Linked DNA regions of Mus musculus: region 1 is linked to region 2. The links are chromatin contacts, called in public Hi-C maps. All regions are on one chromosome and are shown on one strand. The core of a region is the stretch at or near the end of the contact, and the rest is flanking DNA. Distances in the headings are between cores, read along the strand shown. Region 1 overlaps Gm30568 (a long non-coding RNA gene). Region 2 overlaps Ralgps2 (Ral GEF with PH domain and SH3 binding motif 2).

Region 1 (5,255 bases), core at 75-2,574, 210 kb before region 2:
TCCTTCCTGACTGATGCAGTCTCCAGAGTGGGGTGGGGCAGGGGCGTGTGAATGCTCTTAAGTCTGTATACCCATGAGACATTTGTGGAACAAGAGTAGTGTCTTCCTGGGGTCCTCTGAGGAGAACATTTCCTAAGCATTACCTCATCCCAACTCCCGGAGAACTGACAGGATGCCTAAGATTTGCCTCCATGCCATTGTTCTAGGCCTGGCATCCCCTCTACATCCCCACTAAAGGGTCGCTCTCCACAAGGATATTTACAAGGCATCTCTGAACACACTCAGACTGGAAGGTGTCACTCCTCTTTCCTGGCAGTGAAACCCATTCATTTCCCATCCTCCCTGACAGTTCTGTCTCAGATAATAACTCCCCTCTTTTACCAAGAGAGAGAACCGGGTGGGTGAGATGGTTCAGTGGGTCAAGGTGCTTGCTGCCAAAGCTAAAAGCTTGAGTTTGAACTCCCAGGACCTCCATGGTAGGAGAAGAGTACCACCTCTGAAAAGTTATCCTCTGACCTATACAGCCATGCCACCGCACACCTAAATGAATAAATAAGTCAATAAAACAAATAATTAAATAATTGTAGTTTGGCATTTTTTCAAAAGAGGGAGCCTGACGTAGCAGTACTCTCTTGTAATCTCTCCAGTTGATAGCTGTGTGACTTCATACAAACTTTCTGTGCCTCAGTTTCCTCACCTGTAGAATGGGGACAATAATACTTAGCTCATAGAAATGCTTTGAAATTTAAAGACTTAAAAACTGTGCAAAGGGTTTTGAATTTTATTCGGCTAACAGTGGGTGTCAGCTTGTTCTACTCAAAACACTCAGGACAATCTATCCCACCCGTCCTTTGATTCTTCTTCCCTTATTTACACACCCAAATTCACCAGCAATTTCCATTCTTCCGATTCGAACCTCACCTGACTCTACGACTTTCGCGCGCGCGCGCGCGCGCGTGTGTGTGTGTGTGTGTGTGTGTGTATGTGTGCGCGCGCGCGCACGCGCACGCGTTGTATGTGTTCATTTGTTTGCACGTGTATGCATGAGCACGTGAGAGGTCAGAGGTTGGGGGAAGAGCTTGGATCACTGGGGTGTACTCTTAAGGAGACCCAAGGTCCCCAGCTTTTGCCATGAGATGCCATGCTGCTTTACCACGGCCTCAGGACGCAGCCCCACCTCTGAGGGCCCAAACCTCTGAAACAGCAGAATGAGTCTTCCCGAGGCTCCCACCCACTGCAGAACTGGATACCAGGTGGAGTGGCGATCTAGGCCGGCTCTCCTCGCTGAGTGCCACTCTGGCCGCCAGGTGGCGCTGCAGCACACTGGGGTGTTGCAGAGATGCACTTGTGGCTGCCTGAGTTCCGGTGCCAGCTGGCAGCATCCTCCGCCTAGGAGAGGATTCCCTTCTTTTCACTGTTCCCGTAGGTAGGCAAAGTTAGCAACGTAGAATAACCCTTCTCTTCTTGAAGGCTGAAAAAGAAAAGCCAGGAGCCCTTGGCATGGCCACCCTTGCAGGAGGCAGGTGTGGATGAGTCGCTTCCACTCAATGGGCATCCAGGACTAGAGTAAAGGGCAAGGACGGCTTGGAGACTAATCGCTGCCTGTGTGTAATGTTTAACCCAGAGCCGCAAGCTTCCATGTAGTAATAGTAATAGTCCTGAAGACGTCCAACTCTACCCTGGGCTGCCAGTGAACTGGCCTAGGACATGGGAAGTAGTGAGAATTTGAAGTCCATTGACATAAGTGTCACTAGCTGTACTATTGGCATTACCGCCACTGCCGTTTCTTTTCCCTGGAGGCAAGGGGAAGGCGTTTCAGGAATAACATTGGTTTATTCCTAGCATAAGAACCAGAGGAATGATAGTGCTGTGTGTTCTGGGCCACTTTTTTTTTGGTTTTTCTAGACAGGATTTCTCTGTATAGTCCTGGCTGATCCTGGAACTCACTCTGTAGACCAGGCTGGCCTCGAACTCAGAAATCCACCTGCCTCTGCCTCCTGAGTGCTGGGATTAAAGGCGTGCGCCACCACGCCCGGCTCTGGGCCACTATTCTAATGTGTTGTGTCCTGAAGTATGCCCTGGGAGAATGCCAGGATCAAGGCATGCATGCAGTTCCGATATCGCCCACGAGGTGGCGCAGGCCCCTGCGCTCTGTCCTGGGATTACAGAATTGATTTTAGCTAGGCTGGGCCAGTGAGTTAAATCGAGCACTAGACAGGCGTTTGGGGTCGTAGGCAAGTGAAGAGCTGTCTCCGCCCCCCCCCCCCCCCTTGGATTTGAGTCTCACAGAACAGTCACGGAGACCATTAGTTTTCCCAGGCCTCAGATGGACCAGAAGTGGGTTCAGGAGGGTGATGGGGTGAGATGACACAGTGGATCTGTAGTCAAAGCTAGACCTTAGGGTCAACTTTTGCTTTGATCTCTTGGCTGTATACCGCTTACTTCCAGAGCACCATCTCTGGGTTCTGACGCTTCTGGATCCATTTATAGCCTTTTTGTCCCCTTCCTGAGCCCTGGCAGTTTCCCCTCCTCCCCCTCCTCCCCCTCCTCCCCTTCCTCCTCCTCCTCCTCGCCCTCTTCCCCCTCCTCCCCTGCTTGGCCTCTCTGGTCAAGTGAGTGAGCCCGTCAGAAAACAGTATCCTTATTAGTGTTGAGACCTCCAACACCAGACAAATCCTGCTGTAAGGAAATCCCCGCTCCCTCCCATTCTCAGAACCTGTGTCCTGGGACTTCAATTCTTTTTCTTAAGCGCAGTTTTGCTCTGAGCCAGAGGTGTCTCCTCCAGTTCTCTGAGCCTCAGAAATCCCAGACCTCAGGGCTGTCAATCACTATTTCTTTATTCAGCATACCTTTTGAGGAATCAGAATAGATTCCTCCACCCCAACCCCGTTGGGTAGCGGTGATGGAAGCTAGGGTCTTCTACATGCTGGATAAGCTACAGTCAGCTACAGCCTCAGGCCTTGACTAATAAAGATTGATTTATTTAATGTATGTGAGTACACTGTCACTGTCTTTAGACAACCAGATGAGGGCTTTGGATCCCAATATAGATGGCTGTGAGCCACCATGTGGTTGCTGGGAATTGAACTCAGGACCTCTGAGAAAGTAGCCACTGCTCTTAACCACTGAGCCATCCCTCCAGCCTGCGATTTTTTTTTTTTTTAATTAGAAAATGCCTCAATATCTTTATCTATGGGTAAAAGTTTACAGTCACTTGTCTGGGTACTTTTCTCTCGCAGCGTGCTCTTCCTTATAGAATAGAAGGTTGGCTGATGAGCCAAGACTTCCAGTCTGGGGGTTTTATTTTTTGCATGATGAAAGCAATGTGGTATCATGGCCCTGCTAGCACAAGGAGTGATCTCTGGGGAAATGAGTCACCAGCACCTCCCTCCGGGTGGCTGTCCTCCCCCACCCTGGGGACGGGATGCACTGTACAGGAGGGAATCTTTGCAAGGCATTAACAATCTGGAGACAGAATGCAGCAACCAGGCCAGCCTGGCCTGTTGTTTTCACGCTTTGAGGGAGAAGTGAGAAATGCAAACCGGTCTCTTCACCTTCCCCGCAAATACAGGGCAGCCTTGCGCTAAGTCTCCTCTGATTTCATCTCCCTGGACACAAGCTGCCCAGTCGCACAGAGTCAAATCCAAACAAAAGATGACCGTCCATGCAGCTCCTCGAGGACCGGGGTTCTCTGAGTACATCGAAAGCAAGGGGGTGGGGGTGGGAGGTGGAGGGGAGGGGGTTGGGGGTGGGGAGGGGCCACGCCCAAGTTCTCACTGTGTCTAGAGACCCCTGGTCACACAGGCGAGGTACAGTTCAATCATACCCCAAAATTGGTTTTAAAGTTAAATTAGGTGTTGGGGCTTCAGGAGAGAGAGAGAGAGAGAGAGAGAGAGAGAGAGAGAGAGAGAACGAGCGAGAGCGCACGGCTGTCTCTGGTTTAAGGGCGCTCAGCTTGCTAAGGCTGCAGAAACTACAGAGAATATGTTTCCTGGCTCCCTCCCAGGCCACGGTCTCCTCAGGCCCCACCACAGGACCACACCTCCCTGCACTGACATACTGCTAGGTGCCAGCCACATACCCAATGCTTTAGTTCCCACAACTATCCCAGAGTTCTTGTCTGCAGATGAAGGCCAGGCCAAAGGATGCTTCTATTTGTCACCTCCATCAGATTAGTCTGTAGGCAAGCCTGTGGGGGCATTTTCTTTTCTCTTTTCTTTTCTTTTCTTTTCTTTAAAGATTTATTTTATTTAATTTATGAGTACATTGCAGCTGTCTTCAGACACACCAGAAGAGGGCATCAGATCCCATTACAAATGGTTGTGAGCCACCATGTGGTTGCTGGGATTTGAACTCAGGACCTCTGGAAGTGTTCTTAACTGCTGTGCCATCTCTCCAGCCCAGGCATTTTCTTGATTAATGATTGATGTGGGGTAGCCCAGCCCCTCTCGGGGTGGTGCCCCTCCCTGAACAGGTGGTCCTGGGTTGTATAATAAAGCAGGCCGAGGAAGCCATGGGGAACAAGGCAACGGGCAGCATTCTTCCATGACTTCTGCTTCAGTTCCTGCCTCTGGTTCTGCCCTGATTTCTCTTGGTGATGGACTGTGACAGGGACGTGTTAGCCAAATAAACATTGTGCTCCACAAGTTGGCTTAGGTCTGTGTTTTATCATAACAACAGAGAACCAAACGAGGACAAAGGCTGGCAGACTGGCTCCAAGTCACAGTGTCACACTAACTGTGCTGTCCTTCACCTGGGTGTCCTGGGTATCTGGGACATCAAGCATGATGGTGGGTAAATGTGTAAACAGTGGAAGAGCCTGTCTAACTGCAGTGACTCACGGTCCACACCCTCGCTGGTCCATCATAACCTTCAAAGCTGAAAAGCCAGGGCAGGGCTGGGGTGTAGCTCAGTGACAGAGCATTTGTTTGACATGGGCCAAGCCCTCAGTTTAATCCCAGCACAGAGAGAAAAGAAAAGACCAGGACACCCAAGAACTGCTGTGTCCCCACCCCGCCTGCATCCCTTCTGAAGCTGTTTAAGCTGCTTACCATTCGTACCCTTCACCAAAGAATAAACTCCACAGTCATGAGCATAAACAGCGCCGTTCTGTCTTGTGGTCTAGAATGCAGGATAGACAAGCAACTAAGGACAGCCACAGGGCACCTCAGAATTTATTTTCTAAATCATGGAGAAAGAATCTCAGGTTGGTATTGTAGAGACAGAGACAGAGAACTCAAACATGCCCACTCTGT
Region 2 (4,927 bases), core at 486-2,985:
TAAGCTGCTACCCATTACTTTGTTCTGTGAAGAACACCCATTCAAGAGTGAGAAGATACGGACCAGTTGACATAAACACTTGAAACTTGTCACATGACAAGTTATGACTTAAGTTTACTTTCCAGCTTGAGAAATGTTCTTCTCTTATAGGGCAACTTTGTTCAGTTTAATTTGTCAAGGCATACATACTTTTGTTTTGTTTTGTTTTTAAGTTTAGTTGTGTGTGCGTGTGCGTGTGTGGACGCTCTCCTAGATGCACGTTGTGCATGACAGGTTGTCAGATCCCTTGGAGCTCACTTTCCAGATGCCCAGCTTGTCACAGATGCTGGCATCCAAATTCCTACCCTCAGGATTTCACAGCCAGCGTTCTTAACCCCTGAGCCACCTCTCCAGCCCTTAGACTTGGTTCTTTTAAGAAAATATTGACGTAAACCTCATATGACTTATTTTACATTGTAGACAAATGGTTCGTTTTCCTCATTTGAGGTCTGTAGTAATGACGTGTGTTGAAGAAAGAAGATTTGCTGCTGATTTATATTCTATGCTGGTGTTTCATATTTAATTTCATTTTAAATTAATTAGGTCTTGATTTAACATTCCTTGGTTTTAGAATCCTACTCATGGGAAAATATACTTAGAACAGCTTCCAAAATGACTCTTAAGATTCTGTACATTTGATGGGGCAGAATCGACTGAAGATGTCTGGAAGCAAATACTCACTTCACTGTTCTTTTCATACTCAGTTTTCAATGCTTCCGTTCTCCCTTTTGTCTGTAGAAGTTCTTAGAGAAAAGATGTCATCAACCAAAAGGATCTTTAGTGCATAGAGACAGGGTAATCGGTGAACAGCTGCTTCCTAACAGAGGTGTTCTAATCCTCTAGTGTTTCAGGGTGGTGTTGAGGCTGTCGGTGGTCAGCAAGCTTAGTCCTGCCACACAGTCCTGAACCCATATCAAGGTGGAAAGAGAACCGTGCCCTCACTTCTACAGGAACACATGACACACCAGGCACACACGTGCTAATAATGCATTTTTAAGACTAAAAAACATTAAAAGTTAGTAATCAAAACTGATCATTCATTGTAAAGATTTTTCTAAAGGAGTGTTAGGGATTTATATAGTAATGAGATTCTTCCATATTGCCAAAAGTAAATCAACGTGTACTACATTTCAGGAAGTAGAAATTACTTTCCTGGCACCCTACTCCTCCTCCCTTAAAAATGGCCTCTTCTGTTGGTTTGCATTCAAGGCAAAAAAAGTGGAAAAGTGGTCAGTTGGACAATATAGTCAAGAAATCTCAAAACAAGGGTGCAGTTTGTGTAGAGAGGAATAGTTTGGCAAGTGTCAAGGAAAAATTGGTTTTATATGAAAGTTGTTGCTTTAAATCTGAAAACCATTAGCAGCATTCATTTGTCCTTGTCACTGGAGAGCAATCTTAAGGGGTTTGTTGAGGGATTTGGCATGGAAATTCCACTTCGCTGTGGAGAGAGAACTAGAACATTGCTCAAAAATAATTTAATTTTGTGAAACATGGTAAATACTTTTTCATGTGTATTTTCTAAACCTCGTTTCTACTTAATTCATGCCACAGAAAAATGCAGTAGTGTAACCAAATTAGAATATGTTCTGAGGAAGGCATATTTCTAGCACTGAAAGTGAGTGAGTTGTCACACGCTTAGGGAAGCAGAGCACAGAAGCTTTGGTAGCTCTCCAGCTGTGTGGTAGACAGCAAGTCAGTTGTTTTGATGTATGGAGATACAGTTCTCTCAGCCTTAAAGAGACAGCTCTTTCCAAGTCTCCCTTTCAATTACAGCGGAACTATCACATTTTCACTGAGGACTCTGTTGGAAGGATTGCCCTTTTGTGGTCTTTGCCCTGCAGGGTTGCTGTCCATCCACTCCCTTCTCTGTAATACCTTGTTCTGTCCAACCCACGCTGCAAGGCCTTCATTGTCTTTGGCTTGTTTTGTTGTTGTTGGGCTGGTTGTTTGGTTTGGATGGGAGGTTTTAGCATGTAAATAAAAGGAAATATTTAATAGATACTTGCCAATTCAAAGGATCCCTTTCTGGCCTGTTCATTTGTTCTATTGTCATACAGAACTGTGTTCATGTGGCATGTTTGCAGTTCTTTAGGTGCCCGTGGGTTGGGGGGGAGAAGTAGGAGAAGTAGAGGGGGAGGGCGCATGCCTCAGCTGGCAGCTGTACTTGCTCAGCACTGTATTTAGGGCTGCTGCTGGACACATAGCTGGGAATGCAGCAGCCCTATTCCAGGGTACATGCTACTGAACATGGCCTTAGGAACAAGGAATCTGGCAGTAACTACACCTCCTGAGTGGCTGTTTCTTATGTTAGAGGAGATCGGTATTGTTTCTCACAGTGGGTTTTTAATCCATCATCAAAGTTAACAAAAATTTTAAGGCATACCTAAATTTAAAAGAACCCTCAGACTATCTGGTTTTGTTTTGTGTTTTTCAGTTGTTGATCCCAGAATATAGTTTTTCAGTGTAGTGTTGGTGTTAGAAAAGTCTGCTATCCTATATGCAGTTCTTAAGGCTATAATTCTCAGTAATTTCTGTTCAGATATTTCAACAAGGTCCTGCTTCTTGCAGTTACTTTTGTTGTTTTGGGCTTCTGGGTGTGTTTGTGTGCTAGCAGGCCTTGAGTTCAGGATCTTCCCATCTGTTCATGCTATCTGTGTCCTATTTCCTGTCCCCTGTCCCCAAGCTGAGATTACAGGTTACACAACATAACTGATTTTCTCCCCTCCTTGTGTTGGAGATGGAACCCAGGTCTTCAAACATGCTAGACAGTCTACCACCAAGCAGCCCACACTGCCAGTCCCGTCCTATAGTTCTTTCTGTAAGGAACTAAAGAAATACTTGCCCTTTTCCTTTGATAAAATGTTATATACAAAAGTCACCGACAGTGATATCAAGATCTCTAATGGTGAGAAACATGTAGGTATCTATATTTTAAGAATTTTACTGCACTTTCATTTCTTTGGTTTAGTAAGTAATATATGCTCTGGATTAATTTTACTTATTTAAATGTTTATATTTACTCATTGATATTGAGAGTGTATACAGAAGTCAGTGGACAACTTGCTGGATAAGTTCTCTCCTTGTGCTGTGTGGAGAATAAACTCAGGGCATCAGGCTTGGCACCTGCTGTCCTTAGCCGCTGAGTCATCTTGCTGGCCTTTGATTATATATCATGTTCTAAGCCAGCAGTAGAGCACATTCCATCATTTTCTTGTGGATTCTGAGATTGAACTCTTAGCCAGTGGCACCTGGCTGTAGGTTTCTCCTTAGGCAGAACTGCAGTCTCCACCCCTCCACCCCCCCCCCCATCCCTTTGACCCTCACTCCTGTCAAGTACGTTCAAAGTCCCACTGATGTCCTTTCTGTTGTGAGGGTGGCTACTTTCAAAGACTTGTGACAGATGTCAGTTGGGGATGGAGTTAATTAATATTCTTGTGCTTATGGTTTTTTAAAAGAGGTTATTAAGCCAGTCTCTACTTCCCCTACTCTACCTCTCTGCCTTTCTACAATAAATGTCTAAAAACAAAAAAACAAAAACAAAAACAAAAAAACAAACAAACAGAAACAGATACTTAGAAGTGACTGCTAGCCACAAACAGAATTGCAGTTGTTGACCCTTTAGTAACGTGTTTTAATAACAACTAGGCATTCAACCATATGTGCCTGATATAATTATTGTTGTCAGTTCTTCTTTAGCTTTGGTTTGGTTTTTTTTCTGAGAGACAAGGTTTCTCTGGGTAGCCCTGGCTGTCCTAGAACTCGCTGTCATAATCACTGACAAGGAAAGCTCATGGGTCACTGTAAGCTCATGCAAACTTGGATAGTGTTCATCCAGGGCGGTGGAGGGGGTGCAGTCGTTAATAGTACAGATGGTACTTCAGCCACGTTTCTGCGAGCTCAAGAGCGAACCTGCACCAGCTGTGCAGTAGAGTAGAATCCATCCACAAGGTAGGGCAATTTGAAAGCTCATTTGTTTTCTATCTTGTGTGTTTACTTTTACCTTGTTCTGGTTTTAGTTCTGGGATGGTTCTGTAAGATTTGCCTCTGATGTCAGGTGTGACATGCTGGTTGGTGGCAAAGACAAATGCCACTGCCACTCAGTCATGGGTTTTACCAGGGGTTTTCACTGCCTCTGTGATGCATGGGAACTTGGATTGCCTATGGCTGTCCATGTTAAACTGTCCCCATGTGGACAGGGTGTCTGTGTGGCTGTCCGTGTTAAACTGCCCCCGTGTGGACAGGGTGTCTGTGTGGCTGTCCGTGTTAAACTGCCCCCGTGTGGACAGGGTGCTCCTTTAGTTCTGCTGCATTTTCACTTTACCTTACCATCTGTCTCACATCTTTATGATTTTAGCTTGATGGATGATTAGCTGTAACAAGTGAATAATTACTGGGAGGAAGTGGTTCTAGGAGGCCCTGATAATGGAGATGATTGGGAAGATGAGTTAGACAAAGTAGGACAAAGGTCAGTCACACACACTGTAAAATGAGTTAGCAGTTTGAACCTGCCAGGGCCTATGGAGTTTGCTTTAAGGCTGTTGTATCCTCACTGTTAGGAAAATGTCTTTAACTGATTGTTGAAATTCTTTTAGATGTAAGTATAAAGCTATCCAATCTTTTTCACAAGTCACAGACAGATTTTTTTTTTCCTTTGCCATTGCTATAAATCAAACCCAGGCCTTCACACATGCCAGGCATGCACAGTACCACTGAGCTACACTGCTAGCTCGTAGTTAGGTGGGTGTTTTTGAGGTAAAGTTCAATGACTGGGATAGGGGGATAATGAATACATTTAGAATCATAATTCAAATATATTAAAAAGTTGGTATACTGGCGATTTTGTTTTGTGATATCAGTACCCTGTTGCTTTTGTCATTACATAACGTGT

The links. Hi-C and Micro-C count contacts between places; a contact is called where the count stands out from the background.
Region 1: a Hi-C map of cerebral cortex shows a contact between it and region 2, with 2.8 times the contacts expected there. The contact joins two enhancer-like sites. A contact is called at or near these places in 2 of 15 datasets of contacts at CTCF or cohesin (large pre-B cells and pro-B cells), 22 of 484 Hi-C or Micro-C datasets (B cells, CD4 T cells, the G1E-ER4 cell line and 14 more), 12 of 115 datasets of contacts at active chromatin or transcription factors (the HPC-7 cell line, astrocytes, bone marrow-derived macrophages and 8 more) and 1 of 9 other capture datasets (embryonic stem cells).

The regions. Positions count from the first base shown.
Region 1 is chr1:157,073,325-157,078,579 of GRCm38.p6, reverse strand. The region is part of intron 1 of Gm30568 (a long non-coding RNA gene); the gene reads left to right. Among named protein-coding and RNA genes, the nearest start is that of Gm30568, 5.7 kb to the left of the region's middle. Within about 2 kb of position 1,324, at least 42 of the 459 cell types and tissues checked have an H3K27ac peak or open chromatin away from gene starts, as enhancers often do. A contact at or near this core is called in cerebral cortex, where this site is marked.
Region 2 is chr1:156,861,224-156,866,150 of GRCm38.p6, reverse strand. All of the region lies in intron 8 of Ralgps2 (Ral GEF with PH domain and SH3 binding motif 2), which reads left to right. Among named protein-coding and RNA genes, the nearest start is that of Angptl1, 25 kb to the right of the region's middle. Within about 2 kb of position 1,735, at least 34 of the 459 cell types and tissues checked have an H3K27ac peak or open chromatin away from gene starts, as enhancers often do. A contact at or near this core is called in cerebral cortex, where this site is marked.